Regions from separate parts of the Columba livia genome. Here region 1 is linked to region 2. A link is a contact called in public Hi-C data. All regions are on one chromosome and are shown on one strand. Each heading gives the region's core, a stretch centred on a gene start, on an enhancer-like site or on the middle of the called end of the contact. The rest is flanking DNA. Distances are from core to core; before and after follow the strand shown.

Evidence for each region. Hi-C and Micro-C count contacts between places; a contact is called where the count stands out from the background.
Region 1: a contact with region 2 is called in a Hi-C map of crop, with 2.1 times the contacts expected there. The contact joins the promoter of BLCAP here to the enhancer-like site in region 2. A contact is called at or near these places in 2 of 2 Hi-C or Micro-C datasets (crop and liver).

Annotation. Positions count from the first base shown.
Region 1 is chr16:4,614,193-4,619,885 of bColLiv1.pat.W.v2, reverse strand. BLCAP (BLCAP apoptosis inducing factor) reads left to right here and starts at 3,038. Exons shown (of 2, transcript XM_065031935.1): 1 at 3,038-3,403.
Region 2 is chr16:4,568,628-4,574,711 of bColLiv1.pat.W.v2, reverse strand. No RefSeq gene overlaps it. Among named protein-coding and RNA genes, the nearest start is that of SRC, 3.5 kb to the left of the region's middle. Within about 2 kb of position 4,356, at least 1 of the 3 cell types and tissues checked has an H3K27ac peak away from gene starts, as active enhancers do.

The DNA of each region.
Region 1 (5,693 bases), core at 1,789-4,288, 46 kb before region 2:
GGTGTTCGGTGGGGTCCAGCAGAGACCCCCAGGCCAGCACCCATGGGTGCAGCTGGTGCCACAAGCCAAACCAGCCCAAAATAGTGCAAGTAACACAGCACCACTGCAAACGCGACCGTCACTTGTGCAGGGAAAAAGGTCCCTGTGCTGAGCATGACGAGGGCAGCCTGGGAGCAGCTGGAGCTGCCACCAGCCAAAGGCTATTCCTGCATGGTGCCATAAACCAGGAATTTAAACAGCCTGCAAAGAGTTCAGCCCAGAATAATGGCAGAGCAGGAGGGAAACCATCCCGGGCTGGATTCACACCTGCCTGGCCATTGAGGGAGTCACTCTTATCACAAACATCAAACACATGGGCCAGACAAGCAGAAAACCCTGTGGGAAATGTGGGTGGCCCTGCAGCCATGGCTGGATGGTTTTTAAACACCTGGGAAATCCCAAAATCTTAATGTTTGAGGGTTTTTTTTTCTCCTTAGGCTATTTCTCTCCTTTCCCTATATGGCCTCTTTAGGAATGCCACTGGAGCTGGGCGCTGGTCACCTGCTGACAGGTGTCTGCAGAGAGAGGGGCTGGAGCACTCGCAGCAGCCCGGGCTTTGCTGCCAGCAAGCGACATGAAAATAAGTGTTTAAGGGGAGAGGCCATGGCAGCACCTCTGCTCTAAGTGTGAGAGGCAGCACCAGGGATCACACAAAGAATGGTGCACAGGGCTGCAGGCGCACACCCCACTGCAGCACCAAAAACCGGGGCCCCTTGGGGCTCCACAGGGCTCAGTCAGCAACACAAGTGCACTGCTGTGGGTGACAAGGGAGCAGCCTGCAAGCAAGCTGTGCAGAATGCAACCCCCCCCCTCTCCCCCTCCCTCCTTCAGTATGGAAGGAGTGGGCACATCTCCCTCTTTCTCTGCTACTTGAGGCTAACAGCTTCTTTTGTTTGGCCCCAGAGCACCCTGGCCAGGGCCATTAGGAGAAGGGAGTGCTGAGGCACACTGAGCCGTGCCCAGCGTGGGGGATGTTTGGAGGCTTCAGGGACACCCACAGACAGTGTGGGGGTGCAGAGAAGCTTCTAGAATGCCTACAGTCAGATCTGATCAGCCAGTATATAAACAGGACTCTCGTCGAGACTCCGCCCATTGTGCGGGTCTCTCGGAGCACAAGCAAGATGCTGCCGCCAAGAGCCCCCTCCCCGGATGGGGACTCCGCTTGCCTCGCCGCCACGGGTGTGAGTAAAACTTCTCGCAGGATTGCCAGTATATTTATACTTTTCGTGCACATATGCATGTATAACTTTCCGCGCTCCATATAAGTGCGTGTAAAATTAATCCTCGCTCAATCGCGAGTGTATTTTCCTCCTGTGCACATATGCACGAGTAACTTTCCGTGCACATTTGCACGCGTACTTTAAATTATTTCCTCGCACAATCGCGAGTGTATTTTCCTTCCATGCACACTTGCATGCGTAACTTTCCATGCCCAATACGAGCACGTGTATAAATTATTTCCTCGCACAATTGCGAGTGGCCGCCGAGAGCCCCTCGCACAGTTGCGAGTGTATTTTCCTCCTGTGCTTCCACATAAGCACCCCTCAGTTCCAGAAGGACAGGGAACTGCTGGAGAGGGTCCAGCGTAGGGCAACGAAGATGATTAAGGGAGTGGAGCATCTCCCTTATGAAGAAAGGCTGAGGGAGCTGGGTCTCTTTAGTTTGGAGAAGAGGAGACTAAGGGGGGACCTTATCAATGTTTATAAATATATAAAGGGTGAGTGCCATGAGGATGGAGCCAGGCTCTTCTCGGTGGCCAACAATGATAGGACAAGGGGTAATGGGATCAAGCTGGAACACAAGAGGTTCCGCTTAAATTTGAGAAGAAACTTCTTCTCAGTGAGGGTGACAGACACTGGAACAGGCTGCCCAGGGAGGTTGTGGAGTCTCCTTCTCTGGAGACATTCAAAACACGCCTGGACATGTTCCTGTGCGACCTCACCTGGGCGTTCCTGCTCCAGCAGGGGGATTGGACTAGATGATCTTTTGAGGTCCCTTCCAATCCCAAACATACTGTGATACTGTGTAGGATTCCGTGCACGCTTGCACGTGTAAGTAAATTAACTCTCGCAGGATTGCGGGTGTATTATAAATTTACCCTCGCGGAATCGCGAGTGTACACTTCCCGTACTCACTATGAGTGCGCGTATCTCTTTAAAAATAATCCCGCACCATATTTAGGCAAGTGTGTATTTCTCCAGGACACAGGGACAGCTCCGGCATTGTTTGGGTGAAGCCACGTGCATGCACGCTGTGGACCACCTCTTGTATTAGTTGCTGCCCCTTAAATAATTTTCCTCAGCTGATATCCGAACCTTTATTTAAGTGACTTTTGGAGTGCTAAAACCCTGTTTCTCACCGGTTTAACAAAAGTTGGTTTTGGACCTTGTTGTCCCTTAAATTAACCTACGGGGTGCCTCCGTGACACAAGCCCAGAAATAGAATGCAATGAAGTGCAAGAAAGCACAGATTCAACGTGTCACACGGTGCGAACACCGTGTGTGAACAGCACGAAGCGTGCAAGGATACGTGCCAACCGCATGCAAAGAAAAGCCTGCAGAGAGCATGCAACCCCACGTAAAGCATGCAAAAAGCAGGCAGCCCTGCAGAAAATCGTGCCAGCTGCATGCAAACAGCGCAGTGCCCCGCGACGCGCGAACCGCGCAGGCGAACGGCGCACGGTGCGGAGCGGCACCCGAACAGCTGCCAACATCTGTGCGAACGGCGGTCACAGTGTGCAAACCGCCTGCAACGGCGTGCGAGCACCTCCCGTGCGGCGCCGTGCCAAAGCGGCTTGCGGGCAGCACGAGCAGTGCGCAAACGGCACTTAAAATAGTAAAAATAATAATAACATCATTTTTCAAACGCTCAAAACACCACCGGGCGCAGGCGCGCCACCTCCCCGCCGCGCAGGCGCAGTGCCCGCCGCGCGGGGCTGCCCGCGGCGCCGCCTGACAGACGGGCGTTTTCCCCCGCTCCCCCCAGCCCGGCCGCCGCCACCGGAGCGCAGCCCAGCGGCGGAGCTGCTGCGCGGCGGGGCCGGGCCGGGCCGTGCCCGGGACAGGCGCGCAGCGGCCAGGCGCGGCGGGGTCCTGGCGGGCGGCGGCGCCCTGTCGGGGCGCGCAGGCGGGGGCGGCCCCGCGGCCGGTCCGAGCGCGGCTGATCCTTCGCTCCTCGGGGCGCGGACGAGCCCGCGGCGGAGGCGGCCCCGGGATGGCGGCGTGAGGCGGCGGCACCGCGCCGTGAGTACGGGCCGCGGGCGGGCCGGGGCCCAGCCTGCCTGCGGGCCGGCGGCGGGGGGAAGCGGAGGCATCGAGGCGCGGCCTGGGCGCTGCGGGCGGGAGCGGCTCCGCCGGGGGTGACGGTTCGTGGGGTTTGGGGGCCGGAGGAAGCGCTCGGGGCGGGTCCCGGTGCAGTGGTCACAGGGGGCCGGGTCCAGCCCACCGGGAGCACCATAACATAGGTTGTCACCAACCTGAGATGGAAACAGCAGCGTCTGCTTTACCCAAAAAGCTCCTTTTCCTCCCCTCTGTAGCTCCAGCCTCAGGGTCAGGCACGTCTCGCAGGTCACTGTGCACCTTCCCAAGGCAAACCTGGCCCGTTACTCCCCACAGCAGCACAACCCTGACATCCTTTAGTCTGGCGGGGAGCACAGCGCTCCCGGTGCTCGCTGCCCTGCGACCCCCCGGGCACGCTGAGCCAGCTCCTCACCGCGCTTTGCAGCTGTTGTGCTGTACAAACATTGCTCGTTACGTCCTGAACACGCAAGTGCAAGAGAAGATGAAAACAAAGCTCTCAAATGCAGTCTGCAGCACACCAAACTCCTACACTTCATTACCCCTGTACTGAACCTGCAAATACTGTCACAGTGGGGTAACCTCTGCCCTTCCATCCTGTGTGTCTTAACTCCCCAGAGCCCCCCGCCAATACTGCATCTTTACCTGGCACGCAGAAAACTGGCCTTTATCAGGCTGCATTCAGAGTGCTGAAGCCTGTCGAAGGCACAAAAGGTAGAGAAATTATCCAAAACAAAACTAAAGGTAATTATGTTTTTCAGGGAACTTGAAGTGGGCCTAGAATTCATCATCTTTGGCAGTTAAACAAAGGCAGAGGGCAGGAATGAAGAGCACAGAGAATTAATAAATAAGTACAAACAAAAGTAGCAGTACATCTGGTGACAACTGTTGATGTTGACATTTCTTCCCACCACAGAGCTGACTTAAGGTTCTGCTCCTGTGATTTACCGTGCAGAGAAACGCAGATCATTCTGCTGCTGTCCTGCTCACAGGTGGGGGTTTACTCACCCTGTTGCTGTACGTGAACTGCACTACCTCTGGACACAGGCTAATTAATCCCCCAGTCAGTAATGAAGCTTGGAGAGCAGCTATGGAAGTGATGAAACAAGTGGCTCAGAGAGCCTCTGCTCTTCATGAAATTAATTGCTTTGGTTTGTCTCTAGTTTGAGAAATCAGAATGCTTAGTAACCCCAAGGCTTGGTTAGTCAAGGATTTGTGGCTCTTTTGGAAACTGTTCGCAATTATATTGCACCATTGCTGAGCCTGCATCAAGTGTTGAAGGCACAAACTTATCAAAGACTGAGGCAAGGCCTTTGCCGAAAATTGAAGACTTGCTTCTTCCAGCTGAGTCATACCAGCAGATAAGCTTTGAAAAAGTAACAGCAAAGCCAAAAAAACCCTGAAGGAGGTTAAAATCCTGATATTGCAAATAGGTCTTAAAAGTTGAACAGTTATGGTTCTTGTTTTTTTTCAGAGAAAGGGTTGGCATCTAAAAAGCTGGTGTGCTGTTGCTTTTCTTAGCTGAACTCAAGCTCATCAACTCCTCACTTGATAGCTCTTTCACTTCTCCCCCCCCCATGCTTTGGATACTATAATTTTTAGCAGCTGTTTTGCATGCTACATGGTACTTGAGAGGCAGTTTTGAACCCACGCTGGCAGCATGAAGCACTGCCCACACACAGCAGTTCAAGTTCCATGGCTGTGACAGGGTTTTTGATTTACACGATTTTATGCAAACTCTACTACAGGTGAACCTTACAGGTAAAAAACTCAGTGCAAGTCTCTGAGATCTCTTAAGTTTATGTGCACTGTGCAACTTGAGAGATTTTTTATCTAGACAACATGGTTATTCATACCCAAGAAGAAACTTCGGTTTCTGGGAAAAGGGGAGATTGGCACCACCACCTCCCAATAAAAGCATTACTTTATCTTTTATTGCATACCTTTAAGTGACTGTTTCTGTAGCATCTGCTGGGGAAGTTCCTTGTGGACAGTACTGGCTTAATAGCTGCCTTAGTAAGGTCTGAACAAGCTTACCTTTTAAGTGATTAGTGAAAGCTGGCTGATTATTCTCCCCTGTCAGGGTGAATGGGCTGTTAAGGAATTAAGACATTCTTGAGAAAGGTACAGACTTGGTGTTAGCATACTGATAAAACCATGTATAAAGCATACAGTGTAGGAACACCTCTCAGCCTCTTAGTTGCTGAACTGGCTTGTAGAACATCAAGGAACAGCTTGCTGACTCAGATGGATTTATTCTAAAATGTAACTGATCCATTGCAAAGCACTACAGACTTGAGCTGTGCTACTCACTTTTGACTTGTCATGGTTAAAGTTTTGTTTCTGGCTGTAAAGATG
Region 2 (6,084 bases), core at 3,107-5,606:
TCAGGCTCTCCCCTTGAATCTGTGCATCGCCATCCCCAGGATGGACACCTTGCCGTCCCAGGGGGCTGCGATACCTGTTCCCCCATCTCTGAAGTCAGGAGGCAAAACTTAAGTATAGTGAAAAAAAGTGGGGAAAGATAAACCACATCCTGGGGATCCCCAGGTGGCTGTGAAGTCCTTTGCAGGCAGCACTAGCAGGTGGTGGTGGCCACGTCCCATTGGGCATCTGCCCCATCTTTGGGTTAATACACCCCCAGCTGCCCCTGTAGCCACTGTCAGCCTCCAAAATGGGGCAGAACGGAGCTGTGTGTGTTCCGGGGGTGCTCTGGCTGGCAGCGTCACCCCATATAGGGCTGGCTGAAGTGAGGGTCCCCCTGAGTCCCGCTTGGGCAGGTGGGCACACGGGGACAGTTCCAGCCGTCCCTCCTGTTGCTCCTCAGCACTTTCTCCTTCCAGCGCTGGGGAGGTGGGGACTGCCCAGCTGTGCCCCGCACAGAGCAGTGCCAGGGCGCACACACAGGCTCAGGGCTCAGCCGCCCCGACGCCTGCACTGAGCCCGTTGGGGCTGCCCGACCAGCTCGGCGGCGCTGGCAGCCCTCCCACCTTCCCCATCAGCGATCCACCAAGGTGTTCCCTGTCACTGTGTCCTCTAGGAAGAAATGGGGCAAAGCAGTCTGCTCCTTAAAACCCCATTGAGCTGGTTTATGAGGCGCGCTCGGCTGCTGGCTGGTTCCGGTGACCCGTGGGCTGTATTTCCACAGCCAGCGCCACCTCCATCATCCCCTGCCCACCCCTCCAACCAACCCTTACGGCCACTCAACAGGGATTTCTGAAAACCCCATTAATCTGAGCAAGACCCGACACTTGAGGAACAACTTAAGAAGCTAACAAGTTTCAGACAACTATGTGGCAGAGAGTTTTCCTTTGTGTTTCCCAGCTCTCCGCCCCCCTCGCCTCGGTCTTTTGAGTTATTAAAAAAGTATTTCCCATGACACTGGCGAGGGCCAACGAATCCATGAGTCACCCGGAACGAGGAGTCACGCACACACCAATCCATCAGCCCTGGCCAGCACATCGCAGGGGCCCTTCCCCGGGAGGAGCCACCCACTGATAAGGTCCCTGCAGCGGGGCAGGGCTGACGCTTTCCCTCCTGCTTTCCCTCCTGCCGCTTGGCTCCCAGCGCTGGGACAGGGCGGCCGGGCTCCCCGCACACCCGTGGGGTGGCTGTGGTGGGGGTAGCAGCCCCACTTGCTCCTTGTCGGAGCATCAAACCACAGCCTGGTTTAGAACCGAGGTTTTTTGGGGGTGTTAACTCACAGCCACCCCCTCCGCGACCCACCTGGCATGGGGATGTGTAGGGAGGGATTCCTCCATTTAACGTTTGACATGGGATTAAGGAATTAACCGGCGTGGGGCAGCCCCAGGGGGCTGCTCTGCTCGCTCGTACGTTATTACTTGGTCATACTTTAGCGCATGTCGATGCCTGGGGTCCCACACACCTTCTCCTCCAGTGCCTGCACAGGGACGTGGGGACGGTCCCCTCTCCCTCCCCATCCCAGGAGATCCCGCGGTCCGGAGCAGACGTGAGGAGCCAGTGCCGGAGGGGAGAGCGTCCTGGGGGTGCAGGACCCGGCCCCAGCCCGGGGTGAGCCGGTGAGGGTGACTCAGCCTCTACTGGATCCAGACCCAAATCTAAGATGCAATTATGACTTATAAATATTTGTATTTTGTTTTCCTCTTTTGCAATCAACTCTTTTCCTACAGGCTGCCCTACAATCATAGTTTTCATCTCTGGCAGTGCTGGCCTGTTGCTGGAAGGCAAACAGCAAAGACACTGTGTCTTTTAACACGCCGGACCACGTCCACGAAATAATCTTATTTGAAGAAGATGCCAACATGCAAATTTAAAATGGCAAATAGATACTCTCTAAAACTAGTCTCTTATCTTTTGGGCTCAGATTCAGGAATGTGCCCTCACAGGACTCTGACATTAAACACGCAGCTCTGGCGATAATGCGATTTAAGACCATTTAAGTTGAAGCAACGCAGCAAAACCTCAGTGTGTCCCTGACTCAGCCAGGAAGCCCTGAGCCTGACAGACACCCCCAGCCGCCTGCTTTCCCTTCCCTCCTGCCCACTCCAAGTATTTATCTTTAAACAGTCTAATCCACAATTATTTTTTCTTTACCCAAGTAAGGATTTCAGTCTCTTCCCTGAAACTTGTTTCCTTCAGATGATTCTTCTTCTCCACTTTTAAACAGCACCGATAAAACCCACCCCAGGGAGGGGAAGAGGAAACAGAAACTGAAAACTGTGTACTTTCAAATGATAATAAAAAAAACAGCACTGGATATTTCTGGTGGCTCGGTTATGACGGCACATCTTGAAATTATGTTCTAACAAGAAATCAAGATGTGCCCAGGTATTCCTGTGCTTTCTTGCTGACCTTTACACAAGTTTAATCAGGAAAAAGAAGAATGAGAGTTACTACAGGCATGAGTAAGTATGTGACTCCTTCCCCCTCCAGGTGTGCAGATCAAACTGCTCCATGAGGCTCCTGAAATCCTCCTGACAGGTAAGAGGGTGCTTCTGGGTCCAGTCATTGACCTGAGTCCTGATCCCTGCAATCTCTGTGGATTTACAACAAAACATCTATTCATCTCCAGCCAGATTTATTTTTAAGCGTTCCCTTGGCAAGCATGAATAAGTTTTGTCTGATGGCTTCTGTTCCTGAGGCTAGCTGCAGTTTGCTCACTGCAAATTCCAAATATATTTGCACGAATCATTACTATTAATAATATAATGGTTGTGTGCGATATGCTGGACAGACGCAGAAGCAGCCGCGGCTCTTGCCCTGGGATTTTATGATCATTGAGCTTTACAGCCTTGCAAATAGTGAGTGTGTGATGGCAAACAATCGGCACCGTGTTAGAGAAGCTGCAGTTAGAAGCTCAGGAGCTGATTTACTAAGGGGGATTGACCAGAATAACTCCTGCAGTACAAGCCATTTGGCAATATTTCATGCTAGAAATGCTAATTCTGGACATTCTCTTCCGCATTAAGCATCCGGGCTGCAGGAGCCGAGCGGTAAATGCCAGCGTGCGCAGGTTGTGGGATAAAAAGGGGCGGCTGAGAAGAAATCACCAGGAGGGCTCAGAGCCCATCGTGTCCCTCAGTGCGGTGACAACCTGCTGTGCCAAAGGGGCCCTTAACCCCAGCGCCGAGGTGGCCCCAGCCAGGAAGTGTCACTGCAAAATTCCCCCGGGGAAAGGACAGAGGGAAACCACTGACTGGGTGACGTGCAAATGTTTGATAAGGAGGCACCGAGTTCAAGAGCTGGGGGGGAAATTATTAATATCTGCATGTTCAATAGAGCCACAACATTTCCCGTCAGGTTTCTGACTGATAAAATACAATGTCTCGATACAATCTGAATTAGGTATCTTGGAATAGCTCATTCAGGCAAAAATCTGACAGTTTCTGCTTCTTACCTCAGCTCAGCAGAAAAGCCGCACACAAAACATTAGCATTTCCCAGTGGTGGAAACTCTGCTTTTTGGCCAGTCTTAGTATCAATAGAAAAGAACGGTTCAAAAAAGTCCATGGGAACTCACCCAGATGAGGGTTAGAGCCCTGGGTCCGGCTCGCTTTGCTAACGGAGCAGCAGAGGGATGGCTGGCTAGCACAGAGCTCTGGTAGCCACATCCAGGTGCCCCTGCCCTGGGGCTGCAGCGTTCCCGACAGCAGAGGAGTCTCAGGCACCCAGAGCCGACACAAGGGTGTTTCCCCTTAATCGTCTTGGTCCTTTGAGCGAGGGATGGGCTGAGGAGGCCAAAGTCTGAATCTAAAAAATTTAAACCATATGATGTTTGGATCCGTGCTTAGTTTAAAGTGAGCTAAATTAGGGGGGTGGTAAGGAACAGAAATGGTTGCGGTTTTTCCCCTTCTCTCAAAAACTGGTTCCCCTACGGTTCCCTCCACCGCAGAGGCCTGCCACTTGGGGACATCTGCTTCAGCCACCGCAGCATCACAAGGAGCCACTCCGTGGGGACCTCAGCCGCCAGGACCCTCTCCCGTGCAGACCCCAGCAGTCGCGGTCCAGCCGCTCCGCTGCAGCATGGGTCCCCCCAGCACACACCGACGTGCAAGAGCTGCCCATGGGGAGCAGGAGGGACGCGGCCCCACAAGTCCCACGGGTCCTGCCCACGCTGCCGCAGTGGAGGCGCAAATAACAGCAGGAAGCGTCTGGAGCCGGTTCCCCGAGCCCAGCGAGCGGCTCTGCCCCGTGAGAGCTCGCTGGTGCCTGTTGTACTCTGGACTTTGGCTCTTGGCAAGGTGAATTCACAAGCCTGGGATGGGTTTTGCAGAAGCAGCAGCCAAAGGGAAAGCAGAAGGAACAGGCTGTGAGACAGCTTGGGCCAGCGCTGATGCCTTGTGTGGTCCATGAACCGGGGCAGGCTCAACTCAACACGTACAGAGTTGGCACCTCAGAGGCTCGGGCAGCCTTCTGGCAAGAAACAAGGGGACAGCCCGAGGCACAGGTTTCACAAATAAAGAATGCTGTGTTCAGCATGTAAACAGGACTTCCAGCAGAGCAGGGCACTAAGGACACGGTTCCTCGCTTACCACTGGAGAAAGGAAGAAGTGAAAGCCCTTCAACCCTTCCACCCACAGCACCCTGCTTTGGGAGCCGAGCTCTTTGAGTGCGACAAGACACATCAACCAGCCAACAGGTGGTTTTAAAAATCAAAGCAGATGTGATCTAAAGCAGGTTTACCTTGTACCTGCCAGCCAAAAAGGCTGGACACGAGCCACGGAGGAACCTGTCAGCCTCTCTGCTCCAACCACCCGCTCTGCATCTCTGTGGTCCTCAGTGGGACTGTGGTTTCCCTGTGCTCCTGCCTCCAGCAAAGTCGAGTGCGAGGAGCATCAAAGTCACTCCCGGGCCTGCGGGCACTAAATGAAACCGGGGAAGCTGGGAGGAGGGAAGGGAGCACTGCGAGAGGCTGGGGATTGCATAAGACAAATCTGCATGTGCTGGCCAGGAGCAGGATCTGAACGGGTGGCGTGAAGCACGCGCTGCAGCATAGCGCACACTGATCGCAAGAGCTCGGAAGCACAATGTTTGATCATTTTAACTCCTCAAGGGCAGACTGATGTGCGTGGCACAGCTTCCCTGGAATACCTGGGGCTCAAGGTGGAGAGCGGTCCTTCTCCAGCAGTTACACCTGCTGCTTGAAAAAATCCTCAGCAAAGAGAAACTTGCTAATGGGGCTGATGACAAGGGGACACCTTTCTCCGTCCCAAATGCTTCTCCATGTGTTCTTTCTTTGTGTCAGTCCTTGTAACAGCAGATACCCACAGTCTGTCACCAGCAGGTAAAATTTGGCTGCAAGGACAGAAGAATTGCAATGGACGTGAGTCTACAGGGTGAATGCACCAAGAAGGGACATGGGGATGAATTACAGTGACAGAAAAGCCACAAGTTGGGAAGAAACAACGTGAAATGGGAAAATCAGCTGATTTTCAAGGCAGAGGCAGGAAGCAAAGTTCATTGCCCTGCAATTGCCAGCCCCAAGCAAGAGACATTTAGACCAGCTACTGCACACTGGCCTGGGTAGCAAATGCCAGAAAACAGCCGCACAAACAATGGCTCAAAAGCCACAAACTACCAGAGGAGAAGAGCAGGACCCTGGACCTGCAGTAACTGCCAGTTTAAGGAGAAATGCAAATATTGATTACAACCCTTGTCTCTTGCCAGAGAGAAAGGGAACGCTCCCCAAGTGAAACGTCCTTCTGGCTGGATGAGGAAGAGGAGGAGGGTGAGATCCCAGCCCAGTGCCAAAGCTGGTGACCAACCTCATCACCAAACAAGCAGCCATGCTCTGTGCTCCAGTACACTCCATTCATCATCCCATTTTCTCACTGCAGTCAGTCTCTGATGCCTCATGAGATTAATAAACAAACAGTGAAATCAATACAGTCATCTCGATCCCTGAAGGCCACAGGCTGTGAATAATATGACTTCCGCCTGAAAGAAATATCGGTGTATAAGAGAGGCTCCCAAGAGAGGAGTCCAGCACCC